4 separate regions of the Zea mays genome follow, and all the other regions are linked to region 1. Evidence: chromatin contacts called from public Hi-C data. All regions are on one chromosome and are shown on one strand. Each heading gives the region's core, a stretch centred on a gene start, on an enhancer-like site or on the middle of the called end of the contact. The rest is flanking DNA. Distances are from core to core; before and after follow the strand shown.

Region 1 (5,939 bases), core at 2,740-5,239:
CCGATTGAGCCGGGGAAAAATTCGGTTGAACCGGTTTCCCAAAAATATCTGCAACAAATTTTTCTGACAGCTCTGACTGTCAGACAGGTCAGAGCAGGGATGGCAGAGGAACAGTCCCGAAACCGGTTGAACCGGTTTCAGGTCCGGTTGAACCGGTTTCCAAGGCTGAAAAGCAAGTTTTGAACATTTTGAAATGAACAAAGGTGGAATTCTTGTGGGAAGTAAAAATGGTTTTTCTCAAAGGCATTCATGATCTGGAAAAGTGTTCTCTAAGATGATTTGGAAGGGTTTTGAACTTAGCTCATTGCAAAACTTACTTAACCATTTCGGATCCCTCTTAATTGAACGATGATTCCTATAACTCAAGAATTATAAAATGAACACTACCGTTGTTTCCAAGCACTTGGAGCACGCCATATGATGTAGAATTTTAAATCCGCTGTGCTTTACATTTTTATGCTCATAAGATCTGTGCTTCTCCTATCTGTAGAATTAATGTGTACATGCTAGGAGCAAAATTGTTAGAATCTCTGTTTGTTTTGTCATTTAATCACCAAAACCCTCAATTAGGGTTGATTGCACTTACAATCTCCCCCTTTTTGGTGATTGATGCCAAAACAAACTAGAGTAGAGATAAAAATTAAAAATTAAGAACACTTGCGAGATAGAAGTATTTGTGTATGTGCAGCTCCCCCTAAATATGTGCATTAGTTTTGTGATATTAATATTGACTTGATATGTCAATTTGCAACATATTTAGAGAGAGTGAACAACCAACACAATACACAAAAATTGAGGGATGCAACACAATTATATATGATGTGATGATAAAAACAATAGTATTACACAAACAAGCCCATCATTGCATAGCATAAGATATGAAATGTTACTACTGACTATTACAATAATGTCATCCCATCACATCATTAAAAGGTTTGTGGCTCTAAGCCATCACCACATGCATCACGAGTCAGACGAATAATAATTATTACAAACCAAGTGTTCATTACATAAATTAAAGGTGCTGCTAAGATGAGAATCCTTCTCCCCCTTTTTGGCAACAAGAACCAAAAAAAGGAGAGAGCCACCAAGCCATAGATCACCACTGAGGAGGATGATGCGGAGCAAAGATATGATGCGCCAGGTGAGATGCAAAGTGTTCTTCCCCAGACTGATCTAGGGGAGGAACACTTCCTGAAGGATCCTGGGGCGAAGGATGAGAAGAGGATTGACCCGGATCCCCCTGGTAGGGAGGCGGGGCAAACTGCTCACGATCATCAAAGTATTCTTCATCTTCTTCTTCATCGTCAGCTGACATAAAAGGCACCCCGTAGGCCTGCTGGTGCCACTCTTTGATTTCTGGAGGAGGCGGATGAAGAGGCACGTCAGGCGAGCGAGGGGCAAAAGGCATACCCATAGAGGAAGCTTGACGACGAAGATTGTCGTCAGTCTCCCTTTGACGCCTTGCCAGCTCATGCACATCTGCAGAAATATTCCGGCACATAGAAAAGAATGCTGCAATCCCATGGGCCAGGCGGACACCCATCCCTCGGCCACGACCTCGACCATGACCACGACCACGTGGCGTGGGAGATCCGCGGCCAGGGGAGGGACGCGAGGCACCGGCAGCAGCAGCAGCAGGACCAGCAGAAGTATGTGCACGGGAGCTGGAAGGGGCTTTCCTCAAACGTCCTGCTGGATTGTTTGGATCAATCCAGAAGGGGGTATAAGATAGATGTCTAGTACCTTTCTCATAGCGGAACTGCGTCACCACCTCAATCATCTTCATGATAAAAGGTGCATGTAGACATCCCTTAAGAGGAAAGCAGGCAGCATGGATAATCTCCTGCCAGATCATGTCAAAAACGTTGATTCTTTCCGAGCTATTGGGCTTCATAAACGAGAGCAAGACTTTGCTCTCACCCAGGATGTTCATCTGGTAACCCCCTTTGGGAATGAGGGTCATTCTGCTGAGAGAGTTGATATATCTGTAATATTTGTGCAGATTTGTGGACTCCCAGAATTTACCAGACTCAGATATGTGAAGATCCCGGGCTTCATCATTGGTGGGTTGCCGAAAATCATGAATTTTGATCTTGTCCCCAGAGATGTCTTCATCAGAGAATCCAAGAATGTGAGCAAACCGCCGGTAGCTCACCTTGTACCAGCTGCCTTCGATATAGAAATTAAGATAAGGAAAGTTGTAGGGACTTTCCTCATCGGCCAGCTTGATCCAAAGAGTGGAATAAAACTGAGCAATGACCTCATCATTCCAATCATATTGGAAGGTCATAATATTCTTCATTTTCTTTCTCTCACAGGCCCTCAAAGCCTGTGTCATCTCCGGATCTCCAATAGCTTCACAACCTTCCCAGTTGATGTACCGCTGATGCAGAATGGGCTGATGTTTCTTGGGAAGAATTACCGAGTTGTAGAAATCGACATGCTGAAGAGTCCAGAACCGATTCCCATCAATCCTGGCATCACGAATACGTAATGCAGGATTCTGAAAGCGGATGTCCTGGAGAAGTGCAGAACCCCCGCTGGCAGTAAAATCCGTAACTGGCTCATTGCCAGAACGACGGGCCTCCGCCCGGTGGAGAACCAACCCTCGGATAATAGGAGCGTGGGCAGAGGGAAGGTCAATCTCATCATCCTTTCCACCATCATCATCACTTGTCGGCTCCCATGCTTGTGGATTTGCCGCGGGTCGGGACCGACCGTAGGGATTCCGGGCCGTCCGACCGCGAGCTCCATGAGACCCGGAGGCCTCACCACCTTGCATTACGTTTCCAGATCCTCGCCCGCGCTTGGATCTGGAACGCGGGAGAGTTTCTTCATGAATTTCTTGTTCACTGGAAGAGTCGGATTCAACAACTGATGGATTCCTCCGACGCGCCATCCTTAAAATAAAAGATATAACCTATGATGAGTGAGGAGATCGATGTTCAAGGATCTTAACAAACACGTTTGAGTAAAGACGCGTATGATATTGAGCATGCACTTCAACCGTTCATGAGAGCGGTTCAACTACAAAGAACAATACCAAACAACTAAACTCAAACAATGTTCGAGACAAAAGAAGATAGTCTAAGTGTTGTAATCACCTAAACTAAAATGTATCCTTGAAACGATACACTAGATAATCAAGAACGAGTGAGATCGAGTAAAAATATGAGGAAATAATGTAATACCTCGATCTGAAGATTGAACCACAGAAATTCCAACGAAAGTGAGAGAGGTGATGGAGGAAGCCGAGAGGAACAAATCTTCCAACAAGCTCCCAAGGATTTGATGGCACAAATGGACTTTGGTTTGTGGTGAAAGTGAGAGGTAGAAAGAGAAAAGATGTAGGCAACAACGGCTGAAGAAGTGAATGGGTAAGAAGAGAAAGGAGGAAAGAGAGGAAAAAAGGAGCGGCGTCGGCTGGTCAACAGACCCAAAACCGGTTCAACCGGTTATAAAACCGGTTCAACCGGTTTTGCGTCAGAGTGAGCAGTAAAAGCGCGCAGAAAAAGTTCAATTTTCTGCCAGACTGACAGCGCAGTCTGCGCTGACTGACAGCACGGCAATAGGTCTCGTGCTGTACCATCCCAGCCGTCCGCTCGAAGCAGAAACTGGGAACTGGGATCCACGCCGGCAATAGGTCTCCTACTCCTACGCAAGAATTGGATTCCGCCGACTGGCCACTGACAGGTAGGCCACGAGGAATCAATCGGCCTGTCCCAACCAGAGGAATCTGTGGGGCGGGCGCAGAGCAGGCAAGAGCATCTGGCTGGCTGGTGAGTGGATCAGCTTGCACGTCAGCTACGCACGCACAGTACCCCGTCAATTTATTTATTGCTGTTCACAAAACGAAAATGGACGAGTATAATTAATTCCCTGCGGTGAGTAGGTAGGGTGGATAGCAATTTGGCGCTGATTTGATGCCGGCCACTTTCATCGATCAGCCATGGTGGGGAAAGAAGCGCTGGTTCGATGAAGCTGCATAAATAAAGCCAGCACGCGAACCAGCAGCGTTCAGGGGAAGACCATTTACATATATGCCCTTGCCCCGGTTCCTTTCCCCGGCCCCAACTCCATTATTTGCTTGATCCTTGACGAGCGGGAGAGAGAGAGAGAGGAAGACGAGAGGCAGCGAAGGAAACAGTAGTTCTTCAGTTAGGCAGGTATATTTTCTCTCCTCTTTTTTCCCCAAAAGAAATCTTGGGGCATGCCACGAGCCTAGCTTTTTCATGGCAAATCCTGATTACTAGTTTCTTTTATCTTGCTCTTTTTTTTCGAAAATAGGAGGGCACAGGAGGAGGAAGATGGCGTCGAAGAGGATCCAGAAGGAGCTCAAGGATCTTCAGAAGGACCCTCCCACCTCGTGCAGTGCAGGTCCTACTGCTTTCTTTCTTGCCTGTTCCTCTGTCGATTTTTTTTGAGCCATACCCCTCTCACCCTCTGTAGTCAGTAGTGTGTAGGTGTCAGATTTTGTGCACATGCTTCTGAACGGCCTCTTATCCAAAGCTTCACATGCTTGCCCCCTTTGCTATAGAACTTTACCAACAGATTTCTAGACAAGTCAGCCAGCCTGATAACCCTTGACCCCTTTCTTGGTAGGTGCTTGAGGGGTGGGGTAGATATGAGATGTTATGACGTTGTTACATGGAAATGAATTGGTTCCATCCTCACTTTTAGGTACTATAAATGGCCGTTGACGACCTGCAGGGCTTGGCCTTTACTATGTTGTGCAAATCTTTTTATGGTTTTAACTTTTTTCTCCCGAAGGAACAGGGTTAGTTAGTAACTTTTGGATTCTTTATGTGCCATGCTTAGTTTCCCTACCAAAAATGCGAAGGTGAGGGGGGTATTTCCAATGGTTTCACTTCTCCATTCGATACCTGATGAGACGAGTTGTTAGCAACATAAACACAAACATTGAAGGAATGTTATAATTGTACTGAGGAACAGCTAACATGTAGGATTCGTCTTTTCCATGCTTGCAATTGGTGTTAGTGCTGTTGCATAACTAGAATAAGTTGTTCATGAAACTATATAAAAAACTGTTCATAAAATGATACTTTGGGCCATATTCATTGGAACAAATCAAGTTACATGAATGAACTATAGTCTAGTTCGACACATCATTCAACAATGTGAGGTAGAATGATGACAGAACAGTCATAACTGAGAAAATGATTAACATGTTTTATTTATTGGCAAAACTATCTTTTTTTATGAAAGGGCATCTAGTTGAGTTGGTTTGAGTAGCACTACTCAGGTCCTGCGTTTTACTCCTCGTGCCAAAGCACAAGTCTAAGGTCTCAGCCTTGGTCCAATGGTTCCAGTCGTCCTCACATGAGCTCGGCCTATGTGAGAAGGTTTTCTCTTATAGAGTGCAAGGGTGTTGTCTTACCCCAATCATGTAGAATCCTCGAACACTAGATCTATCCTGTCTAGTTAGTTATGTTTCCTACTGAACATATGCCCGTCAGATAAGGTGGCATCAGTCCAGTTTGTGACCTTGATTTTCCCTGACTCAGAAATTCAGTTGCGTCCCTTGTTGGTGACAACATAATCTTATTTGGCAGGTCCTGTTGGTGAAGATATATTCCACTGGCAGGCAACAATAATGGGTCCATCTGATAGCCCATATTCTGGTGGAGTTTTCCTAGTTACAATCCATTTTCCTCCCGATTATCCTTTCAAACCACCAAAGGTATTGGGCAATGATCATTCCTTATTTTTGTGCATAATTTTTCCTCATTATTTTTGCTGCACTGAATTTGTAAAGTAGACATATGCGCAAGCTCATTTACTTCCCAGGAACATCACTCTGAGATATGCACTTGATATCGGCAGTGTTTGGTATCTTGACAACGCGTATGAGCTATGTGCAGTAGCCAATAGCTTATGGATGAGATGCCATGGCACTAAGTGCACTTGCTGAAAAC
Region 2 (6,511 bases), core at 3,326-5,825, 450 kb after region 1:
TATGAGTGCCGAGTTGAGACAAGTAGCCAACGACTTTGCTTATAGGGTCAAGAAATATTCTGGGTATGACGTCAATGGATACCGTTTTCACACAACACACTACGACAAAAGTCGGCCCAATCGGAAAACAACGTGTTCTGGAGTCTTTACGCCTGGCCTTGACAATGTCGATTATTTTAGACGAATCGAAGAAATATATGAGCTCAATTTTTATGGTTCCAAACCTCTTACTCCAGTGATATTCAAATGTCATTGGTTTGACCCTCAAGTGACGAGACAGACACATTCTAATCTTGGGATAGTCGAAATTCGACAAGATTCCACCTTAGCAGGAGACGATGTCTATATCGTGGCCCAACAGGCCACACAAGTGTATTATCTCCCATATGCGTGTCAAACGAAAGAACATCTTAAGGGTTGGGATGTTGTGTATAAGGTATCGCCGCACGGGAGGTTACCTGTTCCTAACGATGAAGATTACAACTTAGACCCGGACACATATGATGGAGAGTTCTTCCAAGAAGATGGGCTAGAAGGGCGATTTGAGATAGACTTAACTGAAGCTATCGGAATGGACGTAGATATTGAAATGGTTGTTGATGAGGAGGATGATGAGGTGCAAAATGATAATGACTTAGTAATCCTTGAAGGCAATGACATTAATGACGAGGTTGCGTCTTCCGATGGTGTTGAGATTGAAATGCTTGATAGTGATGATGAGAGTTATGATCCGGCTAACCCCGACACATATGAAGATTATTTTTAATCGATGTAATGCTATATGACTTTTTATTTCGCACCTATTTTAAAATACATATTTTTATATGTGCTTATTTGTTTACTCTTAATTGCAGGTTGTTGGACAAATATGGTGGGCGGTTGGCTGAGTAGGAGGAGGGGGAGGAGGAGGAGGACGGCGGACGAGGCAGAGCAGGCAGCAGGCGGCGCCTCAGGACGATGACGACCAGCAGCAGGACGACGACGACCAGCAGCAGGACACCTCAGGTTTAGGCGGCTAAAGTTCGAGGAGCATCTACCTACGAGGCCCCGCGAGTCTCCCTCAGCGTCCCATACTTCGGGACAGGCGACCGCTGATTCGACCGGAAGGGGAGAGGTATGTAACTTTATGTTCTTCATTCTTGTTCATATTATGTGTTCAAAATCATAATATAAACTAATACTTTTTATTTATCACTTGGACAGGTCTTGGACGGTTTTGGATTATGCTGGGGGTCATCGTCGCCCCCCAATGGCATCCTCGGCCTGCTGTGCAGGGAACACTTCCCTGGACTTGTGGAGTACGCCGGAGTGACGGGCCCAGCCTTCACCTTCGACCACTACGCCGTCGCCCCCGATGCAGTAGACTGGGACGGCCGGGAATTCAATAACAAGGCGGAGCGGGTGAAGCAAGAGTTGTGGGTAAGTCTTAGTATAATGTAAAATATGTCGCATTCGTTGCAAATTCTTGAAATAATGTATGGATACATCGTTTTTGTATGCAGGATTTCTTCAGATGCGATGCTGGATACGAGGCTAGGGCGGATGTGGTGGCCACCACGAGCTGTAAGAAGCTCGTCGTGGACATGCACTATGAGGCCTGAATCCAGGCCATCATCACCTACCACGGCTCCATCCTTGGGGAGAGGGTGACCAAACCTCAAGCCCGAACCATGTCGTTGACCAGGGAGCAGTACCTGCAGGTAAAGTCATGCATGTTTGGTACCAGTACTCCATGCATGAATTTTATTTTATCTTCTGATATGCACTTTACGTGTTTACTTTGTAGATGATTCCATATTGGTGCGCCGCACATCCTCTGTGCTGGGAGCAGATGGTGGATAGGTGGTGTTCGACTGAGTGGGACGAGGCGCACACCGCTAGCCGGGAACGACGTTTGATGATGCAAGGCCCCTCCCACCACCAAGGCAGCCGGAGCCTGGGCCAATATGCCGAAGCATGGGTACGCCATGTTTTTATTTAGATATATAACACTGAGTTAGATATTATTTCTAACTATCTCGTTGGTTTTCGTTGCAGTCGGCGTCACATGGTGGCCGACCTTGATCCACCTTCTCGGCCTATGCTATGGTCCATAAGGGTAAGGCGATGTCCGACGTCACCTACAACCCAGATGACGAGCCCGAGGCCTACACCAACCCCGCCGTCTACAACCGCCTCCATGACTACACCGCCATGGCGCAGGAGGTCCATGGCCCAGACTATGATCCGAGCACCGAGCCGATCGACCCCGATGTTCTCATGAGGGTCGGAGGAGGCAAGAGACATGGGCGGTACTAGATTGCCGATGGGGCAATCGAATCGTCCTCCACTCCCAATCTGTCTCAGGTGAGAGCAAGGAGCATGGGCTCGAGTCCAGCCATACGACCTCGGTACGACAGCTCACAGCATCACATACAGCAACTCGAGGTTAGTGCTTCTGTAACTCGTCCTTCCTTTAGTTATATACCTACTCTTTGAGTTACTATAACGTTGGCTTGTAATATTACAGACCCAACTAGAAGAAGAGAGGAGGGAACGTCACGAGATGGAGGCGAGGATGATGGCGGAGCGGGAGGCGGAGCGCCAGGCAGATCATCAGAGGATGGCAGAGATGTTCCAGTACATGCAGAGCCTTGGCGCCGCACAGGGCATCGCTCTGCCACCTCCATTGTTCCCTCCAGTTGACCCTGCTCTCTTCCACACTCCTGTGAGTATCAAAATTGTAGTTAGATGTTTGTAATGCATCTGGTATAACACATGCAATCTCTTCTCTGTGCAGGGCCAATCTGGAGCGGCATCCAACAACCCTCCAGAAGGGTTCAGCCCAACGCAGCCCCGGTCAAGCCGCCCACCTCCATGAGTGTTGTGTTTTCATTGTTTTAGACTTCAGAACTTGTGTATAATACTTATGTCTGTGTTTGATACTTATGTGAGAGCTTGCGACGTTTGAGACTTATGTTTGTGTTTGATACTTGTGTTGAACACTTATGTTTGTGATGGATATTTATGTTTGTGGTGACGGTTGTATGTTTGTGTTGGCTATTTATGTTTGTGATGATATCTGTGATGTATATATGTGATATATATGTGATATCTTTTGTTTGTGTGGATGGAATACAAAAAACAAATAAAAAAGGTATATATTGGTCACTTTGCCGAGTGTAACACTCGACAAAGAGGCGCTTTGCCGAGTGTCAGGGTCAAAACACTCGGCAAAGAGCAAAAACCTGGGCACCGGTTTAGTGACTTTGCCGAGTGTTATGTCTCTGGCACTCAGCAAAGAGGCCGGCTTTGCCGAGTGCCGCACAGAGCACTCGGCAAATAGCCTGACATGGGGACCCTCCCTGGCGGGCTCTTTGCCGAGTGTCCTAGAGGGCACTCGGCAAAGATATATTCTTTGTCGAGTGCTTCTGGAAAGACACTCGGCAAAGACACCGTCTCCGTCACCCGTCACCGTAACGGCCGCTTTTCTTTGCCGAGTGCCCGAGAAAAAGTACTCGACAAAAAAGACTTTGCCGATGCACTGTTTGCCGAGCCTTCTTTGCCGAGTGTCACACTCGGCAAAGACGTTGCCGAGTGTTTTTAAGGCTTTGCCGAGTGCTTCGGGCACTCGGCAAAGCGCCCGTTTCCGGTAGTGACTCACCCTTGCTTATTTGTTGTTTTTCAGAGAAAGAAATCGCTGATCGGGTAAGAGTTACGCCTGTTCCAACCTTGCCCGTGGCTGTTAGACCGCTAATTTGCTTCACTGCGTATATCGGGCTGCTTCAGCCCCACTCTGATGATATGTCCCGAGTTGTGGACCAACTCTTAAAGTTGATCGCCACCTTTATAGGTCTGTCTCGTTTAAGCAGATCTGGAATCATCTGATGTATAAATGTGTTTACTAACCTCATAGAACTAGTAATTATATCATATTTGAGTCCCAGAGGATTAGGGCGCTTCAAACCTCTTGAACGAAAGAACCAAACGAGATGAGAATTTGTAAAACATATGCCGAGGTCCAAAAAAGATCGCAGATTGGGACATGACTCAAAGTGTATGTAATAGGATCATTTAGGGCCCATTTAGATTCACCTGACTAAATACCTGTCCCATCACATCAGATATTTAATACTAGTTAGAAATATTAAATATAATCTAATTATTATAAAACTAATTACACAGATAATAACTAAACATTAAGACAAATTTGCACGATTCGCTAATGTAATGCTACATTAAATATTTTTTAATTATAAATTAATTAGACTTAATAAATTCTGTAATGCTATATTAAATATTTTTTAATTATAAATTAATTAGACTTAATAAATTCGACTCGTCGTTTGTGTTATTCATCTGCGTAACTATTTTTATAATTATACCGTATTTAATATTCATAATTTATATTCAAACATCGACTAATCATTAGTAAATGAAACAAACATTCCATTAGTCTATTCTCATCCTGCGTTACATATTTGATTTTGACACTTGAATTTGGAGGAGGTGAACTCCCTTCCAAAATTGGAACCTGCTCAACGCAGCCCGAAAGACACCCGCGTCGGCGCGCCTCGACTCCTTTCTCTCGTGCCCAATCCGGCCGCGCGCCCCTTCGGCCGCGCCGCACCGCACCGCAGCGAAGCAAACCACCACCAGGCCGGGACCAAATCCCAACTAAACCCGTCCCGGCAACCCTCCAAATCCAAAGCCGGAAAATCAACCAACAATTTTCCTTCCCCATTTTCTCCACCCACGAACTCGTCGTCTCTCATCCCCGGCCGCCACCGCCTCCCCTCCGTTCTCGCACCCCACCAAAACCCTAGCCGCCGTACCCCAGCGCGCTCGCGGTCCCCTCTCCCCGCCGCCACGTCTGTCTAGATCCGCGCGCGCCCTAGGGCTTCAAGGGCCCCGCGTCGCCAGCTTCCGCATCTGGGCTGGTAGTTTTTCAGTTAGGGTTGGCCCGCCATGCCTCGGAGCTCGCGTCACAGGTCGCACCGGTCCCACAGGCGAGGAGGGTCCGCTGACCGGTCGGAGTCAGATGGCGAGGAGTCGGCTCCGGTCGCCGGCGCGCGCGAGGAGGCCGCGGCGGCTAGGGTTTCCAGAGATCCCGAGCCTGAGAGGCGCCGCTCGTCCTCGGGACAGGAGGCCGTGAGATCAGGGAACGGGTACGCTGAGCACGGGAAGAAGAGGAAGGAGAGGGTTGAGGAGGCCGTGGTTGATGTGGTCAGCGACCGGTGGAACAGTGGCGTCTGTGACGATCACCTGGTCGACAAGAGGTCCAAGAGCGAGACCTTTGGGCATGCTGAAGTGGAGAAGCTGGCCGACAGGTCCAGGGGATCAGGGGATGAGTCCAAGAGGTCAAGCAGACGAGCAGTGGCTGTGGATGACAGGGCTGAGGAGGTTCTGTCTAAGAGTGACTCTGGGAAACGGAGGTCAGAGAAACAGAAGGATGTGGGGAGGAAGGAGAGTACCGGGCATTATAAGGATAACAGAGATAGGGAGAACGAAAGGGAAAGGGGGGAAGAATGGGAGCGGCAGAAGGAGCGAGATAGGGGAAGGAGTAGGGATAGAGAGCGTGAGAAGGAAAGAGCACGAGAGAAGGAGAGGGAGAGAGAACGGGAGCGTGAGAAAGATAGGGACCGAGAGCGGGACAGGGAGCATGAGAGGGAGCGTGATAGGCAGAAGGAGCGGGAGTGGGACAAGAAAGATCATGATTCCAAGCACGAGAGGTATGAGGATGGCGGGAGCAGGAAGAGTGGCTTGAAGATGAGTAGGACGGAACAGGAGGCCTACTCATATAGGAGAGATACAGATGTCAATGGTGAGTAGCCCATTTTCTACATGTTCTCAACAATACCAATAGCATTCCTGCTCTATGTACGATTATACGTCATGTTCCTACTGCAATGTGTTACAGTTTTCTTATCCTGATTTCATTTAGAGTTTTGCATGATGCTATCATTATTTTAAATAGTTCTAGCATATATTAATAAATGTGCTGGAAATGGTTGTAACCTGTGGAGTTCATAGTTTTCCTACTTTTGCGTTGTTTTCTATCACACTGAACGATTTAATATCCATGTTTCCCTTTGCTACATTAAACTCTGTTATGCTTATTATATATAGCTTACAGCATGGTATCTTGTTGCAAATTTATATGAAAATTGAAACCATATTTCTTGTTCTGATCTATTGCCTTGATAGTCCTGGCCTCCTGGGCCTATCTCAGTGAAGCAGATGGATAGTATACTTGAAAGAGCTATTTTGCTCTATGCCGAACTGTTTTTACCTATGTACTTGTTTTACCTGAACACTACTTATTTGAGTTTTATTATATGTTTTTGGGTTGTTTTCTTTTCTTTTCTTTTCTTTTGCTGATATTGCCTTCTAAACTACTACTTTTTGAGGCAGAAATTTCAGCGAAAGAGAAGTACAATAATCCTGATATGCAAGCTGAAAAACACAGCCGAAGAAAAGATGATTCTGAAGATACAGATAAGTGGTCCACTGACAATAGAGACAGTGATGA
Region 3 (6,590 bases), core at 2,468-4,967, 510 kb after region 1:
CCTCACATCAGAAATTTTTGTGTTCTTCCCGGGGAGAGTTGAATTCATTTTAACTCTACAGTAAGGACAGTGATATTTCTTGTCTTGTAGATCCTACCACATTTAGTTATGAGCATGTTATAGGCACTTGCTAAAATACTGCAGATGTATTTGGTCTGTCATTAAGAGAAAACAAAGACAAACCTTGAGGTTGCTGCAGTTTTCATCGCATTCTGCATGAACCCAACTTTCACAGCCATGACAGCAAACCTGGTCATTACTTATTCCCGTGAGAATTTGCAGCTACAAATAATGAGTTACACTTAACACTTAAGCATCTACATACTGTATTACCCTTCTTCCGCCATATTTATGTTGCAAATTTTTTAAACAAATCCCACAGTACTTTTTTAATGCTAAGATCTGCAGGTGCAAAAACAAAAGTGTTAGGAGTAAGGTCTACATGTTCAAGTTCTGCCAACATGATAACCATAATGTATGCATTAAAGTTGGTACGACAAAACATACCCTGGCACAAAGTCTGCAAGCAAGTTGCTCCATCACATACACCATCTTGTTTGTATCCTTGTTGGGAAAGCAGTTTCCACAACTCTCACACTGCAGCACTCTTCTGCACTGCTGCATGAATGATAAAACAAATAGAATTAGTCTACTGAAGAAATATATCATCTAAGTGATCAAACAAACAGAATTAGCCCACTGGGGCAATATATTATCTAACTGATCAAACAAATACAATTAATCTACTGAGGCAATATATCATCTAACCGCAGTAGTTTTAATACAATCTTTTAAATGTAACAGGGTATGCTGACGTGACTTTATAGAACTAAAACTTGCCAGGAGATAGACAAACCTAGAACTAGGGAAAGAAACTTTCATGTTCCACACAGAGAATTACCAGAACAATATCACTCTGCTTATCTATAGTTCTATACCTCTATATAATCCACCAGTTTAAACTTTGCAAAACCCACCCAACCAAATCACCCCCACATCCATAACCTCCACTAAATTCACCAAACAAATTGCACCCAAACTTAACACAACATCAAAACCAACGGTTCAGATTGTTGGATAACCCCCTCTCCATTGCTCACTCAAATCCAATTGACAATATTATTTGGATCGTCCATCATCTCTCTGCCTCTCCCGCGACCCTGCCACCCCCAACCTCCCCCTCCCCCGCGTCCCTCCCTCTCACTCACGCCGCCGCGTTAGCATGGGCTATATGCTAGTACATAGTAAATGATTCAGTTAGAGTGTATCTGTTTCAAGATTTTATCATTGTCATACATCAATTCTTTTAGGGTCCTTTGACATTCACCTGAATTCTTCCTATTTAAGAAGCAAGGCAATGTAACATCATAAGCTTCCCTCGAAATAAAATTTACGGACATTAAATAAACCGTAGAAGACTGCATAAGGCATTGATTTACTGTTGAAATATCCTACACACATATGCATAGCCTTAGTTGTGTATCAACTATAAAGAAATTCATCAACTTGCCTTAATCTGTGGCTGGTACTCCAATTCATTTGAACCAGTCACTTCATGTAAATCATCTGGGAAAGAATGACACACCACAGATTGGCCCTTGGTGCTGCAATGTACCACTACTTCTGAGAATCCCTGATCAGCCAAAAAGGCCTCTTCTACTGCCCTCCGGAAATCAGCAGGTTTGCAACTGCTTAGTTCTGTCTGCCCTTGAAATCTGAGATGACAAATACAACTTGTTCTTAAGGCACAAGCTGGCATATTCTAACCATAGTAAAGTTGTCAAAACTACTCGAGCAGGTGTTTTAACAGAATTCTAACAGTTGTCCATGTAGTTATGCATTTTAAACTACTACTCACCGGTTCATGTAGTCTGAAAATGGAAATATCAACCCCTGCCTCACCCACACGTACTTCTGCAACTCATATCATCAAATGCATCATTTCCCATGGAGAAAAGCAGTGGAAATTAAAGTCAGCCAGTTTGAATACAACAGTCACTGGAAAATTGTACCTTCTCGCCACTGAACTCTGTGCGCCAGCCAAATAGCATCACACAAAGCACAGCGACACCGCGAGGTTGTGGTGGCATTGCATCGGCAGCGGCCTGCTGAGTTGGGTCGACCACCACTCCTGGCCACATTGGCTGGCGTTTGCCAAGCTTTGCCCACACAATGTCCCCATACACCAATTCTTCGGTACAGTGAAAAATATCTTCTTTCTCCTCTTCCTCCTCCTCGTCTTCCTCATAGTAATGCCTAAGCTTTACTTCCTTCCTGTGGTGATTGCTGTATGGTTCATCATGTACCGAGGTAAGCGTGCTCCAAGAGGCTAAGTGCTTCCTGGAGGCACCGAAACTGCGGCGTGCTCGGTAACGTTCCACCATGGCCTCCTCCTCATCGTCGTCATCTACCTCGGACAATGCAACGCTGCTGTCAAAATTTGCACCTTTCTTGTGCAGCAGCTCGTTTCTGCGCGCCAAGTGCTCTGTCTTGACAGGAGGCGGCGGCCTGGCCGGCTTCTCCTTCTTCCAGGGGTCGGTAAGTACCGAGTCATTGAACCTAGAGGGCAGCACCAGGGTGCGGCCCCGCGACGAGCGCACCACCGGCGGCCTCGCCGCGGGCGGCGGTTGCGCGGCCTCTGGCGGTGCCTCGGGCGCCTCGCTCCACCGGAGCCCGAAGGCAGCGTACGGGATGCTGGAGGCTGGGACGTCGCCGAGCAGGTCGACGGGGAAGAACTCGTCGCCCCTCCGCCTCTTCCTCGGGCGGGGGCCGCCTCCCCCCTCGTCCTCGCCTCCGCTGTCCGCGGCATTGCAGCGCCGCGGCGCAAGGATCTCCGACCGCTGACTCCGCTTGAAGATCATCCGGAACCGAGGAACCGGCCGCTAGATCGCCCCGGCGAGTCAGGGCGCCGGAGCACCTTGGCAAACCCTAAGCCTGCGTGCCTGCCTGCCTCGCGAATTCGGTCAGTCGGGGAGCTCCTCTCCCCTCCCGAGACCTCGCGGAGGCAGCGGGAACGGCCTCGGATGGAGCTGGCCAGATGTTGGCGAAGATAAATCGGCCTTGGATTTTGGGGATTTTTTTTTCCTATCTCTCTCTCTCTCTTTCTCTCTCGTCTCCTGTGCTTGTTCTTGGTGTGCTCTCATGGGCTTCCAAGCACAGGGGGGATAGACAAGGGAACGCGCCCGGGTGGCCAGGGAGGTGCGTTTTTTTTTTCCTCCCGAAGTTTCCTCGTGCGATTTGGGATCGGATAGGGGGGTGGGTCGTGACATGGAAGTCGTCGTCGTCGTCTCCGCCGTGAGAGCAGAGCTGGTGCTCGTGCGGTTGCCCTCTCGATTCTATCTGTGGTCGCTGATGGTGGCCGGCCGCGGTGGTGTGTGCATCCATGGAGATGGAGCAGGAGTGATGGCTGGCTGGCTGGCACGAGTCTGGGCGCTGCATTTTGGTAGCCTCGTGGTCGGATGGCGATCTGCGCTGGCAGTTCTCTTTCCGAAATTTGTGTGTGTGTGTGTGTTTGGTGGGAGGTGTCGTTCAATGTGTGTATGATTTGAGCAGTGGATTTAGGTTTCGAAGCGATTGGAACGAGCTGTTGCTTGAGAAATTCGGCTTTTGAGAGCGGTCTGGGCTGGCTTAGGATCGTGGTGATTTGGGCATGGTCTTGGAGGAGAGAGAGACGGATATGAACAAGTTTTGGAGCGGCAGCGTACCACTTTCCGTCGACCGTGTGGGATGATGGGTGATGTCACGAGGAGCGTCGGCAGGTAGGCGGAGTCTGATTATTACATGCCCGATGCAAGCGAAGATAGATTTTTTTCTCGATTTCCGATAGAATTTTCGGTTTTTATTTCCCTCCCTTTGTTTCGTGTTCTGTTCTTTCATCGTTCCACGGGCTCGATCGATCTCCTTGGCTGAAGATGAAGAGGGGGGGTGGAAAAAGCCGAGCTCGGATTTCTCGGTGTGTTCCTGTCGATCTGTGTTCTCCATGTGTGAAGAAAAAATTTAAAAAAAAAATCGTGCACGGACAAATTAAAGGTCTGCAAGCTGTACGTAGATCCATTGATGCAGCAGCCTCGCATCTGAAGCCTGCGTGCGAGTCCGAGCAAGACGAAGGTCTGAAGTCTGATTAATGGAGTTGTGTTCTGTTTTTTTTTAATTTGTTCTTCTCGGGTCCCTTTCTCTCAGTCATTTCCTTTGGGCAACGGTGGTGGCCGTGCGCTCGAATCCACCGGCGCGTCGTGAGCCGGACACGGGGAAGACGGCGGTGATTGCCTCTCCCGGTCCCGGCGTCCCCGCGCGCCGTCTCGTTCTCGTCCGATTCGTGTTAAGCACGGCCACGGGGCACTGCTCGCCGGAATCATGTGACGGCTTCAAGATGGGAGGTGGCGCTGCCGTGGCGTGCTGGGACAGTGGGACCCGACCAAAAGCGCCAGTACCACGGGGCTCGGTTCAGTGCTCCACTGCACGGCGGTGGCCGGTGGGGTTTCGACGGTGATTTGTGGATTTGGTGGGCGGCGCCGGCGACTCGTGCGAGGGGAGAGGGAGACGTGCCGTGCGCGCGCATGGACCGCGGAGGGGGCGCGGCCTCTGCTCGTGTGCGGCACCGGGCAGCGGGCACGGCACACCAGATGCGCGCGGGGGAGCGGCTCCGGCTCGGTTGATTGGTTGGTTCCAGTCCAGCGCGTGCGGCCTGTCCCTTCCACCCCTCCTCCGGCCAGACTCGACGTAGCTGTTCTTTCGATGATGGATTTGCTGAACCAGCAGCGAGCGAGCGAGCCGCAGTGGGGATCCGTCGCGGCTCCAGTTTGGTAGCTCGCGTCGCACTTTGGTTTCGAACTTTCTGGAAGCGCGATTTTGCCGTCGGTTTAACGCGCTTCGTTTTGCTCATCGTCATCGGGTCGGCCTCGGCCGCATAAAAGTAGGCTCGTATCGTCCGGCGCCCGGCGGAGACATTCCGTGCGCGCGTCGAGTTGCGGAGTCTGATTTCAGGCTGCAGTGCAGCCACATGACCGCATGTGTTTTCCCCCCGGCGACAAGGACGTCGCGGAAGTCGACGCGGCCTGCGACGGCGAGCTGGACCGCCGCGACGTGGGCAAGATATGGAACACGGGTGAAGCACTCTCGTGCCTGCTTGATGTCCCGTGCCTCCGCCTCCCGTCCCTGCTTCTGGTGTCCAAGCACTCTCCGTACGTGACCGGCTGGCTGATCTGCTCCCGATTCAGTTTCATGTGGATGTCTGGTTTTGCTTGCTTGCTTGCTTGCGCTCTCCTCCTTCGTAACCAGGTGTGATACAGATACAGCCATGTGATGCAAGATCGTGGCGGCTGGGTGGCGCCGCCATGCTGCAACCAGACATCTCTTTTTTTTTTTGTCAGTCTTAAGGTCAGAACTATGGTTAGTTGGTTACTTCTTTTTACATGTTTCTTGTTTTACGGACGACAGAAAAAAGGCAGTAGTACCAACGCCTGGATCGTTATTAAGCTGCTTGCTGATCATGTATGTGTCCACTCAATTCAACCAGGGCTGGTGGCAAGGAAAACTTTGTCCACTCTGTCAAGTGTGGTACGCTCCTTTGCTTCAACCAATTTGATTGCGTCATTTTGAGCTGGGTGGTGATTCAGTGTTTGCCCCATATGCAATGCAGCAGTGGTCATTTTGAACTGAATGTTCTTACATAGTTACATCCTACTCTAGGAGTGGAAAGAATGCAAGTCCAAGTTCAGTCAACTTTTTTTTGTCTCTAATGAAATTCTTTCAGGGACCCAAGCTGAAGCCTACAGATCAGTTTACATTAAGGTGATGTCTGGTTCATATGATTGCAACGTGATGGATACAGATAAAAGATAACGCTAAATCATGTCTGTTTAGGTCTGAAAACAGATACCGGTATATTCAAACTTGCTACCGCTGTCGAGTGTGAATCATCGTCGTTGTCATTTACGTTATAGTTCGTGTACCAAACAGCACAAAAAATCCTCACATCCACCATCTACGGCGATTGAAATTCAGCGGCAAAGAATCAATCACTCCAAATTTTATGCTCGCTGGTGAAACTCTGCACGCGCCTATTCTCTGTGTGGTAATGCTTAGATGTTCTATTATTTGTTCCTGCTTCTTTCTTCCTACTCTGTGTATTTTACTGCGCGTTAGAAGCATCAGGTGCATGGAGAACTCGATGAGGCGGCATGTTGCGCTGCTTCTGAAGCTTCGAGAGATATATAGTACTATAAGTTTATAACCGGAACTATACATGCTGTACTGTATGACTCGTTACGAGGAACAAGAGTCCTTAGCCGTGCACACACAGTGCACTTGGCATGCAGTTCTTCGTCTTCGCCCGAGACACAAGCTAGTTTGGGGTCAAAGGCAAGCATCTGGTTGCTCACGCTGGTCACTCTGGTTTTGACACCTGCCAAATCCTGCTCCAAAGAAAGCGTATATGCATGGGTTTGCTCCAGCCTCAGCCTGCGACTGTGAACATCGGTTTTCCAGCTACGCGAGTTAACCAGCGCAACTTGCAGTTGCAGTGTTTGTCGTCTGTGTGGCTGCTCTTGTAGCGGGGATTCTTGAGGTCATCCGAAATCTGTGCAAAGATG
Region 4 (6,767 bases), core at 1,000-3,499, 280 kb after region 1:
GCACCAGGAAAATTACCAGAGAACAAAACAGAGTTAACCTCACTTAATCACTCCAGAGTCAATGCATTCTCCAAGCCCCTACATGCTAGCAATGTAAATCAATCTAAATAAAACAGATTAATTTCAACCCCCCCCCCCCAGTGCCCGCAGAGCTTCCACGTTTAACCAGGAGAAAACACACTGCACTTTCAAAACCATAAGATCAGCAATACATAAAGGTTGTGGCAAGCAGATTATACATGTATAACATTGTTTTGCATGGCAGACTGCACTGTTTGTTCATAGGTAAAGCTGGTGGTGGCCTAAGAGGTGCCACGTATGATTTTATCCAACGTGGAAGGAAGAGAAAGATGAAAGAGAGAGAGAGAGAAGAGAAATTCAACATTGCATGAGCTCCTACAAAAAAACCATTTGAATGTCGTAACGAAATTCAACATTGCATGAGCTGGAAGCAAGCAGTTTCCTCCCGGTTTAGTACACTGTACACAGAGAACGACCTTGGGGTTCCTTCCCAGTGCAAGAAGGAGCCCAATGAAAGATAGTATTACTATTAGGCAGCATGTATAGAGGCGCAGCGAATCACGCTATCAGAACTAGCCGACCTTGATCCAACCAAACAACCTTTGCATCGAGCCAATTGGGTAACCGCGACCGAACACGCTCGTCGCGGCCGCGGGGAACCATTTGCCTTGGCCCCGGCCAGGTGTAGACCAGCCTGCCCCCGCTTGGCCTGAAATAAAATAAAATAAAATAAAAAACTTGGACAGGTGGTGTGGAGTCCTCGGGGACTAGTGTTTTCTCACGCCATCGGTCACCTAGATTAGATACACCCGGCCACGAGCTATGATGACCTTCCGGTTTGGCACAGTGCGGCTACCCTTGCCGAAAGCGAGAACAAAAGGGTGCGATGAAACGAAACGTAACGAAACCTGCGGCACAGGGGTCGACGACGGGTCGAGACGAGCGGTGCCGCTTCGACACGACGGCACGTCCGGCCGGTCGTCCGCACGCCAAAGCCAGGGTTTGTTGGCGCGGTGCCGGCGCAGAGTCCTTGGGGGCCTGCCCTTTTCCGGCCTGCGCGCGACACCTTTGGGACTGTTTGGTTCGTGGCTAACTACGCCACACTTTGCCTAAGGTTAGTCGTTCAAATTGAATAACTAACCTTAGGCAGAAAAGTTAGGCAAACTGTGGCAAGTTAGGCAGGGAACCAAAAATACCCTTGATCCCGGCCGTAGGAAACATCTCGGGCCACGGCACGGCAGGCAATGGCGTCATGACGGCGACTTGGACGCGTGCGCGCACGGCAGCCGTATCGCGAGCGGTTCTAAATCAATGCGGATCTGGGGCCTGGGGGGGGGGGGGGCGGGCACTTGGCAGGTCGGGAGAGGGTAGTGCGTGCCGTGCGCGGGGTGCTGGGCACTTGTTAGTACGTACCTTGTGGTCGGAGGAAAGCGGCACGGGGACACCGCCGCGGGACAGCACGGCGCGGGAGTCGCCGCAGTTGGCGACCACGATGTGGCGGGGCCCCACGACCACCACGACGGCGGTGGAGCCCACCGTCACCGCGTGGCCGACGTTGTTCGACTCGCTCTCCACGACGGCCACCTCGCCGTCCACGCGCGCGAAGCAGGCCTCCATGGCCTCCCTCCAGCGCGCCCCGTCCCCCTCCTCGTCCTCGCCGCCGTTCCTAACAAGGTGCAGACGCGCCGCCACCTCCTCCGCGAGCACCACGTGCAGCCGCTCCCGGCACGCGTCCGCCACCCGCGACCCGCCGTGCCCGTCGTACACCGCGAAGAACTCCACCCCCGCCGGGAACGGCGCGGCGACGGCGACCGCGTCCTCCATCTCCCGGCGCCGCCCGATCACCGACATCGCGCCGTGCGACACGGGCCTGGGCCACCCCGGTGCCACCGCAGGAGCCCCACCACCCTGCGGCTCGGGCTCGGGCGCCACCTTCGCAGACGACTCGCGGGACGAGCCCGCGGAGGTGTCGTCCGACACAGAGCGGCCCCGCTTCGCCGCCTCGGTCTCCGCACCCGCGGAGGGCGCAGCGCGTCCCAGCCGCCTTAGCTCCAGCATCCGACGTCCCGGCAGCCGCGCCACGGCGGCCAGTATCTTCTCCGTAGCCTCGAGCGCGGGCGCAACACGGTCTTGCGTGCTAGCCTCACTACTGTTCATCTCTTCTCCGGTTCTCCCACTCTCCCCCCACTACTACAACTACAAGCGGAAGGCAGGAGGGCGAAAGAAGCGAGGGCGTCGGGGGTGAGACCGGTTTTAATACGCGGCGAACGGCCGTCGGATCGGTGTTTGTCTGGCCCGGATGCGCGACAGCGCGGGCGGGCGATGTATCCGGACGTGGATCCCGCGGGCCTGGACGTGGACGGCGTGGATCATCCGACGCGCCGTCGCGTGGCGCTCGCGATGGGTGGCTTTCGATCTCGGGGCTCGAGGAAACCCCCTGGTGCGCGCGGCGCTCGTGAAACCAAGAGACGGGATCCGGAAGACAGGCCATGCGCCCCAGGTGTCAGTAGGCGCTGGTCTGCGTGGAGAAGGCCATGCGCCCCCATGCCATACGTCTGGGGCTTTTTGGTAACGCCGCGTGGGACCCGGTGAGAAGAGGTAGGGGTTACGTGGAGGAGCGAGAAAAGATGAATTGGTAGACGCACGCTATCGGCAAGCCGTTTGCCAATCTGCGACAGGCCCAGATGCCTTGGGTCTTTGCACGCCAAGTGTTGAGCGCGCAGCCTGCGCCTGAAACAATCTACGACGTGTTTGGTCGGCGTAATGTAATAGTATCAATTTTTTTTATCTGGTACTGTTACATGTGTTTGGTACGGGTTCTATTGAAATTAGATACATTGGAATCGGATACCACCTTAGGCCTTGTTCGGTTATTGATATTACATGTGTATTGGAGTGTATTGGGTGGGATTGTGGTGGATTTTGACTTGTTATGGATTTAAACCGGCTCAATCCTACCCAATACATGTGGATTATCACCAAAACGAACAAGCCTTATAGAAATCTCAAACTCTCCAACCCTAGCCGGAATCAAAGCCGGGTCAGCCCATCCACCCGCTCGGCGCCACGCGGGCCTTCCTCCTCCTAGGACGCCAGCGTCGCGCCGCCACTCGGCCTCCCTCCTCGGGCGCCAGCAGCTGGCGCGGCGACCGGTGTCCCTTCCACTCTCCACCCTCTCCTTCCCTTCAGCGCCAAAGTCCATCTGCCTCGGACGCCAGTTTTACATGCTCTCTACATAGACGGTCCGGATAGCCACCAGACTAGTCCAGTGCACCGGTTGGAAAATGGCTAAGTGTTGGTCCTCTGCCTGGACGGTCTGGTGGTCCAGTGCCTCAGCCAGCAACCTAATTTTCTCTTTTTTCTCCAAAACTTTTTCAAGCCTTTTTTGACTAGCCTTGAGGATGTTCCTATGACTTAGACAAACATATGTAGTGACTTTCGAACTAGTCTAAGTCATAGATCTGGGAATTTTTATGCTCTCCAACTTATATTTTTATTTTGCTCGAACTTAGCTCCAAATGAATGAATTGTTGAATCTAAGCTATCCAACCTCCTTAGGTGTGTTAATTGGGTTCCTAGAAGTATTTAGAACTTATCCAAGGTGTAGAACTATACATAGTTCATCTCTTCCAAGTTTTACCCCTTTTCTTGGTATGGAGTTGTTTCTGACTTAGAATCTGAACTTTTGGACCTATGAATCAAAGACTAGGTAAACTAAGGCCATATTTGTTTCCCTTCTAGATTATATAAGTTGGATTATGGTGAAAGAGTAGGAGGGTAAAATACCATTTTGAGATCACAAATAAGCTGAATTAAGCTACACAATGTTAGCTTATTTCACCTTATTTGTGGTTCCAAAGTGATATTTTACTCTCCTACCCTTCCACCATAATCCAACTTATTTAATCTATGAGAGAAATAAACACACCCTAATTAGTCCATAAGGTTGTGATAGTCATCAAGCACAAAAATCAATTAGAGAAAATGGTTAAGTCCATTTCCCTTTCAATCTCCCCCTTTTGGTGATTAATGCCAACACAAAGCAAAGCAAATATGAAGTAGAATTGTAACTAGTTTTCACTTGTGTCAAGTGTTCATAAGTTACTGAAATGAAAGCAGTTCTAAGAGAATATGAGTGTTTTTGACATATTTAAAATTTTGGACTACATTTCACCACTTGCATTGATTTTGCAAACTTTCGATAAAATCTTTTTCAAAGACGGATGCAATTGGTCGAAAGTAAAAGAATGGAATTTTCAAAAGAATTTTTAAGTTTTGAATAATTCTCCCCCCATTTCAAATTTTTTTTCATTAGTCAAATAAATACTCCCCCTTTATAAATTCTCCCCTTTCGGCATAAACAGTTTTGTTCCTCTTAGTTGTCAAGAGGATTTTCACAGGCGAAAAGCACCAAGTTGGAATATTTGATAAATAGGGTGGTGGTGCGATCCTTTTGCATTGGCCTAGTAATTTCTCCCCCTTTGGCATTGAGCACAAAAATTGATGAAATCTAGAGACATTTACAAGAAAGATATGAATTTAAGTACATGAGTTGGGCAAGCGTTCCTATGCCTGCAACTCTATTTTCCTTTCAATCTAAGACTAAATTCAGAAATATACTTGGAAACACATTAGTCTTAGCCTTGGTACAAAAAGAATAAGTAGGGGTGTAATCGGATCGAATACAGACGAATATCAATGAAATCATATTTGCTTTCATATTTTTATTCAGATTCGAATACAGATAGCTTCGAATACGAATACAAACATGGATGTTCTCGAATACAAATACGGATAGCCGTGTGTCAAATACAAAACTAGTTGACACGGATAGCATCAGTAACAAATATTTTTGTCGGATATCGTGTAAGACATCATTCCACACATATCATAATTGTAATCATTTAGCCCCTCCTTTAGTCCAAACATTTTTAGTATTATATGTGGACATATGCTACACCTCCATAAAATTCCATGAATTTTTAAGGCTAATTTGAGTATTATTAATTTCTTTACGTAGATAATCTTTAAAATATAATTAAATTCATAAAATTTTCTAGTGTGTGTTGGTCACTCGTTCTCGATTGTTATACACAACCAAAAACAAGGCAACACGATATTAAGAGAGATAATCAACCTTCGTCTTCAAGTAGTCATCCCTTTGGGACAACTTCTTCGTAGACCAAGGTTAAGATTTTACTAAACGAATTATGATTTATCTCTATCAGTAAATAAATGAATTTGTAAAGGGTATTAAAAAGCTTAAACATGACAATTAGTCTTACATAACAATAATATATTTCTCCTCCTTAGTATATTAAATTTATAGACATACCTTCGTCTCTAAAAAGTGATTTAGAGCGGAGGTGAAGAGAAGATTACACACAATTGTTCGGCCCTCCAAAAAGGTACTTTATGCAGGGCACTGTTCACCTATTTATAGGGGATCATACAACTTCATATGTTATTACATTTATGCCCTCAGAGATTACACAGAAGGTTTATGAGTAATACAAGGACGACATTGCCTTTTGCCTTCAGTGTTTAAGATGACACCTTCTCCTTGCACCATCTTCTTGTGTTGTTATGACAAAGTATTGTTTATGTTGAAGCTTAGATGTTTATGGTGGTTTCACATGTAACTCATACAAATAAGTGGAAATGGAATGAAACAATTGATGTCATCTTGTGGATTTTATGGTTCAAACATTTTTGAGGAAGCTATATGGACATATGTTGCCCCTACGCCAAATTTCATGAATTTCTGAGGCTATTTGTGTATTATTAATTTCTTTTTGCAAAAAAATCATAAAAATGCATTTAAATCCATAAAATATTCTAGCATCGACTGGAAATTGCAAATAAGTTACCAAGACTAATAAACATTCCATAAGAAGATAACCTCAAGTCCCTACATGAAAATGATAAAGTGAAGTAAAGATTATGTTGAAACTTGGATACTTAAGCTGATTTCACGTGTAACTCACGCAACAAGTGGAAGTGAAATGAAAAGAATCACTAGCATCTTATGGACATTATGGTCCAAACATTTTTTTAGAATTTTATGTGGACAAATGTTAACCCTTCGTCAAGTTTTATGAATTTCTGAGGCTATTTGTGTATTATTAATCTCTTTCAACAGAAAATCATCAAAACGCTATTAAATTCATAAATTAATCTAGTGTCTACCAAAAATTGCAAAAAAGTTACCAGGACCAATAAACATTCTATTAAAGATAGTATGAAGTCTCTATGTAAAAATGATAAAGTGAAGTATTGATTATGTTGAAACTTGGATACTTATGGTGATTTCACATGTAATTCACGCAGTAAGTGGAAATGAAATGAAAGAATCCCTGACACATTATGAAATTTATGGTACAAACATTTTTGAATTCTATGTGGACATATGTTACCCCTTCGTCAAAATTCGTGAATTTTTTAGGCTATTAGTGTATTATTTTTTCCTTTGTGTAGAAAATCATCAAAATGCAACTAAATCCATAAAATATTCTAATGTCGACCGAAAATGGCAAATAAGTTACCAAAACTAATAGACATCATATAAGAAGATAACCTCAAGTCCCCATGTGAAATTGATAAAGTGAATTATTGATTATGTTAAAATTTGGATACTTAAGGTGATTTCAATGTAGCTCACGCAACAAGTGAAAGTGAATTGAAAGAAACACTAACAATATTTAGATTTTATAGCCCAAATATTTTTGAGGATGCTATATGGGCAT

The links. A called contact is a pair of places that touch in the nucleus more often than the background predicts.
Region 2: a Hi-C map of leaf shows a contact between it and region 1, with 9 times the contacts expected there. The contact joins the promoter of LOC103636131 here to the promoter of LOC100286223 in region 1. A contact is called at or near these places in 4 of 25 Hi-C or Micro-C datasets (ear, leaf and tassel).
Region 3: a Hi-C map of leaf shows a contact between it and region 1, with 7 times the contacts expected there. The contact joins the promoter of LOC100383419 here to the promoter of LOC100286223 in region 1. A contact is called at or near these places in 2 of 25 Hi-C or Micro-C datasets (ear and leaf).
Region 4: a contact with region 1 is called in a Hi-C map of leaf, with 9 times the contacts expected there. The contact joins the promoter of LOC100285223 here to the promoter of LOC100286223 in region 1. A contact is called at or near these places in 6 of 25 Hi-C or Micro-C datasets (ear, leaf and tassel).

What each region holds. Positions count from the first base shown.
Region 1 is chr8:152,055,525-152,061,463 of Zm-B73-REFERENCE-NAM-5.0, reverse strand. LOC100286223 reads left to right here and starts at 3,989. Exons shown (of 5, transcript NM_001159111.2): 1 at 3,989-4,169; 2 at 4,291-4,380; 3 at 5,577-5,704. The coding sequence starts at 4,311.
Region 2 is chr8:151,607,665-151,614,175 of Zm-B73-REFERENCE-NAM-5.0, reverse strand. LOC103636131 (zinc finger CCCH domain-containing protein 13) reads left to right here and starts at 4,575. Exons shown (of 5, transcript XM_008658490.3): 1 at 4,575-5,803; 2 at 6,394-6,511. The coding sequence starts at 4,948.
Region 3 is chr8:151,547,242-151,553,831 of Zm-B73-REFERENCE-NAM-5.0, reverse strand. It overlaps LOC100383419, which reads right to left and starts at 3,717. Exons shown (of 23, transcript NM_001361635.1): 1 at 2,013-3,717; 2 at 1,859-1,914; 3 at 1,511-1,715; 4 at 508-618; 5 at 334-402; 6 at 184-249; 7 at 2-93. The coding sequence starts at 2,861.
Region 4 is chr8:151,773,385-151,780,151 of Zm-B73-REFERENCE-NAM-5.0, reverse strand. LOC100285223 (protein phosphatase 2C ABI1) reads right to left here and starts at 2,249. Exons shown (of 3, transcript NM_001370708.1): 1 at 1,435-2,249. The coding sequence starts at 2,178.